Regions from separate parts of the Mus musculus genome. Here region 2 is linked to region 1. A link is a contact called in public HiChIP or PLAC-seq data. All regions are on one chromosome and are shown on one strand. The core of a region is the stretch at or near the end of the contact, and the rest is flanking DNA. Distances in the headings are between cores, read along the strand shown.

Evidence for each region. HiChIP or PLAC-seq counts read pairs in DNA pulled down with a chosen protein or histone mark.
Region 2: an H3K27ac HiChIP or PLAC-seq map of extraembryonic endoderm stem cells shows a contact between it and region 1. The contact joins the enhancer-like site here to the promoter of Atxn10 in region 1. A contact is called at or near these places in 2 of 39 promoter capture datasets (embryonic stem cells and neural stem cells), 2 of 484 Hi-C or Micro-C datasets (embryonic fibroblasts and embryonic stem cells), 21 of 115 datasets of contacts at active chromatin or transcription factors (bone marrow-derived dendritic cells, bone marrow-derived macrophages, craniofacial prominence and 15 more) and 2 of 9 other capture datasets (adipose tissue and liver).

The regions. Positions count from the first base shown.
Region 1 is chr15:85,334,551-85,338,184 of GRCm38.p6, forward strand. Atxn10 (ataxin 10) reads left to right here and starts at 1,705. Exons shown (of 12, transcript NM_016843.4): 1 at 1,705-2,030. The coding sequence starts at 1,915.
Region 2 is chr15:85,567,799-85,571,432 of GRCm38.p6, forward strand. The region is part of intron 1 of Wnt7b (wingless-type MMTV integration site family, member 7B); the gene reads right to left. Among named protein-coding and RNA genes, the nearest start is that of AU022754, 12 kb to the right of the region's middle. Within about 2 kb of position 2,078, at least 51 of the 459 cell types and tissues checked have an H3K27ac peak or open chromatin away from gene starts, as enhancers often do. A contact at or near this core is called in embryonic fibroblasts, embryonic stem cells, extraembryonic endoderm stem cells and 5 more, where this site is marked.

The sequences.
Region 1 (3,634 bases), core at 455-2,954:
CCTCTGCCTTCTGTCCCAGGTTGCTTTATATGGGGATACATTTAAAAATATATATATATATATATATTAATTTGTATCTGTGTAAGTGTATGCCATGTGGGTTCCTGCAAATCTCCTGGAGCTAGAATTACAGGTTGCTGGGCCCCTCCCTCCCGCTGTGGTGATTTGAATTCTAGGCCATAGAGAGTAGCACTATTAGGAGGTGTGGTCTTCATGGAGGAAGAGTGTCACTGTGGAGGTGGGCTTTGGGGACTCCTATGCTCAGGCTCTGCCCAGTGTGTGGAAGAGAGCCTCCTGGCTGCCTGTGGAATAGAGTTTCCTTCTGGCTGCCTGTGGATCAAGATGTAGAATTCTCAGCTCTTCCAGCGCCATGTCTGCCCGCAGGCTGCCATGCTTCCTGCCATGCTGATAATGGACTGAACCTCTGAAACTGTGTGAATTAATCCCAAATAAATAATTTCTTTGTAAGAGTTGCCTTGGTCATGGTGTCTCTTCACAGTAATAAAAATCTAGGATACCTACATACACATGTTGGGAAATAAACTCAGGTCTCCTGGAAGATAGAGTACTCTTAATGTCTGAGCAAGCTCTTCAGCCCCAATATGGGGATATTCCTGATAAGCACCCACTCTCTTCCCCGGGTCCCCTATAGTATTAATTGACAAGGTTCTAGAATCACCAGAGACAACCCTCTGGGCATGTTTGTGAAGAACTGTCTAGATGAGGTTAGTGTGTGGAAATCTGCCCCCAGTGTGGGTGATAGCATTCCATGGTCTAGATTAAAAAAAAAAAAAGTCAAAGCCAGCTGTCTGTTTTCTGGCTTAATAGATGCAATGTGACAAGCTGCCTAAAGCCCTGTGTCACAAGTCCCCACCACGTGGGCCTGTACTCTCAACCTGTGAGCCAAAAGAAACCTATCCTTTGTAAAATTGCTTCTATCACATATTTTGATATTGCAACAAGAAAGGAATACACCTCTTAGGGAGGTACTTCTTCTCAGCCTTCTCTCTGTGGGAAGCCTCCTTCCTGGAGTCTTGGGAAAGACTTCTTTCCCAAGGGGGCATTTTTGATCAGCGTCCCCTTCCCATGAGGAGCCTCTATCCAAGGTCTTCCTCCATGGCTTGAGGTATCCAGCATCTTTTCCCTATGTGGGAATCTCCGATTCAGGTCTCCCTCAGTGGAACACCTCAACCTCGCATTCCCTCCCCTGGAGTCTCCATTTCAGGTTTTCCTGCAATAGAACTGGTTGGCCTAGCAACACATGCCCTGAGGGTAAGTCTCCTCTGCAGGTCCCCTCCCATGGTGACACCTCTGGCCTGTATCCCTGCTCTTCCTCTCAGGGGCCTCCTTTCCAGGTCTCCTTAGGGACAACATCCATTATTCTGGGGGCGCTGCTTCGGCCTGGTATCTCTTCCCCAGAGGGAAACCTCTGCATGAGTGGACCCCCACCAATGGTGGCCCTTGCTCATGGAAAGCATCTGTCCCTGATAAGACACTCATTCTCTAGGACACTCTACAGGCCACCCCCCCCCCCCCACCCCGACCCCTTCATCTCAGTATTCTGTCCTCTGACGGGGTCTTTACTCCACGTCTCCCCACCGTGGGGACCGAAGACCTCCCCCATCCCACCCTACGCAGGAGCAGGACTTCCGCTGCGCCCCCTCCCCTCAGGCGGGACTTCCGCCCCGCCCCCTCCCCCTCCCCCTGCCGCGTCGCCTTGTCCTCTTCGCCTGAGGCAAGCCAGCTAGTCTCGCGCTCTCTGCCTTGCAGCACCACGGGATCTGGGTGACGCGGGCTGCGGAAGCCAGAGCCGTGCAGACCGCGTCTCCATCTCCTCGCCTGTCGTCTGTCTCCCCCACTTCTCTTCGCTCTGCTCTCCGCCTGGTCAGGCTCGGCCCCAGAGCGAGTGGCAAGATGGCGGCGCCCAGGATGCCACCCTCCCGGCTGTCGGGCATCATGGTGCCCGCACCCATCCAGGACCTGGAGGCCTTGCGCGCGCTCACGGCGCTCTTCAAGGAGCAGCGTAACCGGTAACTGCGCGGGGGCTGCCACCTAGGAAGGAGGAAGAGGAACCATGGAGGGCTCTGGGCTGGGCTGGGCTTGACTGGGCTGGGCTGGGCAGCGGCGAGCGAGGCGGGGCGGCGGGCTCCATCAGCTCGGCCCACGCTCAGGTTGTGGCTCTGTGGCGCTCGCCTAGGCCTGCTCTGGGACGAGGGTTTGGCCAGGCTCTAAGAGGGGCAGACGATGGCGACACTGGTCCCCAAGCCGGCGGCGGGGAAGCTGTTGGTTCGGCTCCTCTGGCGGGGCCCTGAGGGCGGTGGCCAGGGAAGGGAGGCGTGTTCGGGCTCGCTTCTCCCTCTGGGTTAGAGGGCGTTCTGTCCAGGAGCCTGCAGAGCTGGCCTGGCTTCGTGACATCTGCTCAGCATCGCCTCTAACCCTTCTGTTTCTAGCCTTACAAAATGGGAGCTGTGGTGCGTTGTTTTCAGTGCTGAGATGAAATAAACGTGTTTAAACAGAAGTGTGCGAGGCTGTCAGTTCCTGATGGATTTTTGTGGTATGGTTTGCGCTGCAGTTTCCTTGTCTGTTTAATGGAAACAAGGTTCGCTGGGACCTCCTTGGTTGAGTTGACAGTGAGGGTTTAATGAGACGATGCGTGTTACATCCTTAGGCCATGCCTGACACTTAGTACTAAACACCATTGGTGTTTTCTCTTAACAGTAATGGTCTCCCCTGGACCAAGTCTTGGGAGAGGACCCGGAGCCCTTGGTCTCTCCTGTAGAGAGATAACAAGCAGGCCTAGAGTGTGGACAAAGGGCAGAGAACGCGGTGGGGGTGGGGGTGGGGGAAGCACGTAGGCTCAGTGGTCACAGGAACGTTTTCTAAAAATAGGTAGCCGCCAGACATGTCACGTGGCTCAGCCCTGCAGTTCCAGCATTCAGGAAGCAGAGGCAGGTGGATCTCTTGAGTTTGAGGCTGGACCAGTCAGCATTGTGACATCCTCTGTATCTCAAAAACAAATAAACCCGGGCTGGAGAGATGGCTCAGCAGGTAAGAGCACCGACTGCTCTTCCAAAGGTCATGAGTTCAAATCCCAGCAACCGTATGGTGGCTCACAACCATCCGTAACGAGATCTGACACCCTTTTCTGGAGTGTCTGAAGACAGCTACAGTGTACTTACATATAATAATAAATAAATCTTTAAAAAAAAAAAACAACAAATAAACCCAACAACAGCAACAAAAATATCCTGGTGGAGCTCTTTCCCACCAGGCGACACAGTGTGCGTCTAAAAGGTGCTGGGGAGCCCGAGCACTACTTGGCCTTGTGGTTAGCATGCTAATCAGTGTGACAGATACTGCTGGGAAATAATGTTGGTTGATTGGATGCTTGGGCCTGTCTGTACCATTTCGGACCTATACCTTAATCATTAACCATCTATTGAGTACTGTCAGACAGCCTTTGCAGGGAGCTGAGGCGACAAAAAAAAAAAAAAAAAAAACAAAAAACAAATGTGACATAATTCCTTTCATCAAACACATTAGGGGATTGCTGTGTGAACATATTGTGGTAGAGATGCACACAGGAAAGGTGCTGCCTCCCGGAGCCAGGAGAAGGATCCGGAGGATCAGTGTC
Region 2 (3,634 bases), core at 828-3,327, 230 kb after region 1:
TCATGTAGCCCAGGCTAACCTCAAAAGCACTAAGAAGTCAAGAATAACCATGAGCTTCCGATCCTCCTGCTTCTACCTCAAAGTGCTGGCACTGCAGCACCACCCCAATAGTGAGTACCTGGACCCAGGTGAGGCCCTGGAGGGAGTAGCAGAGGGGGCAGGTCCAGCCTGGCCATCCAACTAGCCCTTTAGCGTGCCCTGGCACATGGTCTACACCCATCGCCACAGTGCTGAAAGAGCATACACTTAGTTCAGCTTCCTGCTTGTTCTACTCATCCCTATAGCAGTTTCTGGGGTTGGACCTTGAAGCCTAAATGTACAGAGGGGAAAACAGACTGAGAGAGAGACCCAGAAGGAGGCAGTCAGGGGTTGCAGATGGCTGAGGGTGGGCAACTCTAGGCCTCTTCTTGGGAATTCATACACCTCCAAAACCCCTCCCTGGCCTGCTTGGGCCTCAGTTTCCCATTTGAATATCAAGGGGGCTGAGACGAAAGTCAGGGTACCTGTGGCTAGACCCCCCTCCCCCAAAGAGGGTCTTCGTGGCTGTGGAAACTAGGTTCCAGTTCTGCTAAGTCTCTGACTCTTTCTGACCCATCTGGGCCTTAGTCTACCCATCTGTCAGTAGTGGGGGACAGAGTCTGCCCATGGTTGGCAGTCCCTCCCCTCCAGCTTGGGCCCCACTTGCTCCTATCTTTCCAAGCCACTGCTCCCCTCAGCTGCTCCTGGTGTTCCCAGGCAAGAGAGTAGAGATTCTGCTAAGGGCTTTCCCACCCTTCCACATAGCTAACATTCCAGCCAGGCATCCCAGGACCCCACCCTGGAGAGAAAGAAGGCAGTCTGGGAGAAGCGGGGTGGTGAGCAGGAAGCCTGTGTAGGTTGGGGTGGTTGAAGATGGGAAAGCCACGCCCACCCAGTGGCACATGGCGACATGGGCAAAGAGCTTAAGGGGGCTAATGGGTTCACTGAGTCCTCATGGGGGTCACTGTCATTTCACTGACTGACCTCTGACTTCAGAAACTTCAGGGCCTTTCCTGGCACGCAGGGCCCAACATAACATACCAAGTCCTGGCCTTAATGGATCAGGTCTTTGCCCTCAGAAGGGTACCCTGTCTCTCCAGCAGTCAGATGGGACTCCTGGGTCCACTGTGCCTCCACCTCCAAGAAGCCTGTCTGACCCTGCTCAGTTCTCACTTTGAAAACACCGTGTGTGTGTGTGTGTGTGTGTGTGTGTGTGTGTGTGTGTGTGTGTGCCAGGCCCAGCACAGAGGCTGAGGTGGCTCCCCTGGCCCATACTCTTTGCTTCCTACAGTACAAATGGAGACAGCCACATTCAGAGATGCCAGGGCCCCCCCGAGGCTGTGAGGCTGGCTGAAGCCCAACTGGTGCTGAGACCCCCCCATAAGCCCAGCATGGCACTTGCTTTAAAACCTATGTGATACAAGGTGCCCTGAAGGCATGGCTGGCCAAGACACCAACCTGAGACATAGGGACAGAAGGACAGGTGGGTGTAAACGGTGGGAGGGAGTTGGCAGGCCCCACTGGCCTACCGCCAGTTTGGGAGTCTAAACACTGGATGGCTGAGCCAGCACTTCCTGGGATACTGAGTATGTTCTGAGCTGTGAGTCTGGGGACCAAGTCCCACACATGGAGGACAGCAAGTCACCATCTCTCTACAGACAGACCTCAAGGCAGGGCTGAGTTCTTATGCAGAATCAGGTGGGAGACAGAGCCTAGAGAGGGTGGGGCCTGCCTGACCACACAGCAAGCACCCAGGGCAGTGTGAGCCTCAGCCAGGAGCCTGCCCATTCCTGACATCTTTTGTCATCACAGCTGGGGCCTGTCTGAGTCAGAAGCCCCCTGGGGACTGTACCATGATCCCTCACCTTAGGATGTTCCCCATGACCTTGATGGCTTCCCCAGTCAGCAGCCTCAGAATGAATGCCCTGGGAAGGGGGCCACTCAATCCCAGTGGCTAGCCTGGCTAGCAGCCCATTATTCCCATTTTCCAGAGGATGCTCAAAGAAGGGCTGTGTTTGGTCCAAGGCTGAATAGTAGCTTGGCAGCAATAAAACCAAAGGCTTTGTCTCTGCCTCCTTGATACCTTCCCGCTGCAGCTGTGGCTACCCTGTTCCTTCCTGCTACAGGAGTCCCCGCATTGGAAGGCACAGGCGAAGAGGGGTCTGGCCTTGTAGCCCTGACTACACACCCTGTCCCATTGCTCTGTCTGTGTGTGTGTGGGGGGGGGGGAGGTGTCCAGAAAGCATCACTGACCTACAAGCCGCCAACCTATGTTGCCTCTGGAGCAGGGCTATCACACACACACACAAAAGGACTTCCCTCAGGTGGAGTCATTGTCACATACTCTACCACAACCATGCCAGGAAGGAAACGCAGAACCTCAGGCATGGCCGCCACAGGCGCCACAGCCTGAAGGGAAGGAAGCTGTCCAGCTCTATCTATCCTGTACCTCACCCTCTGCAAGAGGACAGACATCTAAGCACTATTCTTCCTGAGCATTTTCAGGGCTGTGTCCCTGGAGTCCCTCATGCTATGCATCTCTGTCCCAGAGCTGTGACAGGGTAAATAGCAGCTAGAATTGTGAGCCCCTGGCAAGCACTCTCTCTACACCACCTGCCTGCCCAACCAACCTCAGGCTCGCTCATTTTGCACAGTGCTTTGGCCATGGTACATTCAAGCCCATCCAAAGGTTCAAAAGGTCACCCCGAGAAGCTGGCAGGCTTAATCTGGTGCTCCACCCTGTGGCAGGGTCACCAAAGGGAATGTCAGCCCTGCTTGGTCCACAAGAAGGCCACTCCAGCACTCCGGTCTACTGGAACATTACGGTGGCTTAGATTCATCCTTTCCCCACAGGCCAACCTGGTCTACCTGACCACAGAAACACAGAGATAGCAGGTTGACAAATCTGGCTCCTGGGGAGGGTCAGCTCTTGGAAAGTCCCAGCACTTCCTGCTAGAGGTGAACCTCCCAGAAGGTGTTCAGACTCAGCCCAGCCCTCAGTCTCTGCCTCAACCTCAGACTGATAGAGGTGACTTCTGAAGCATCTCGGGTCACCCTACTCCGGAAAACCTTCCCTGGGTCATCCTTACTAACAGGAGGTCAGGGTCTCCGCTATGGGAGCTGCAGGGTTCTGTGTGAACTTGGAAGAAGGTGGGCAGGAAAGGCTGAGGTAAATTAAAGGAGTGTGAAGAGTCAAGTGAACGCAGTAGGAATTGCCAGAAGGGCTCTAGAGCCACGCCCAGATGGAAAACCAAGATCTCAAGTAGCCAAGGATACCTCAAGTCCATGCCCAGCCGCACCCAAGAGTATATCATGACGAACACACTGAACCTCCATACAGGTCACAAGGTGGCTGGCCAGACCTACCTACCTACCTATCTACCTACCTTTCTCCCTGTTAAAGCTGGCCTCAGAGCTGTTAGAGCAGTGCCAAGCCAGGCAGCGACATCTACATCCTACAAGAGCATCACATCTCTATCCCCAGAACTAAAGCAAAAACTAGCACCCAAGCTGTAGAGGAAGCCTGTGCTCAGGGCCTGGGATCTCCTGGTCCATGGACCAATTGCAACCTACTGCCCTAGTTGGGTTCTCAACCCTTATAAACTGTACCGAATGT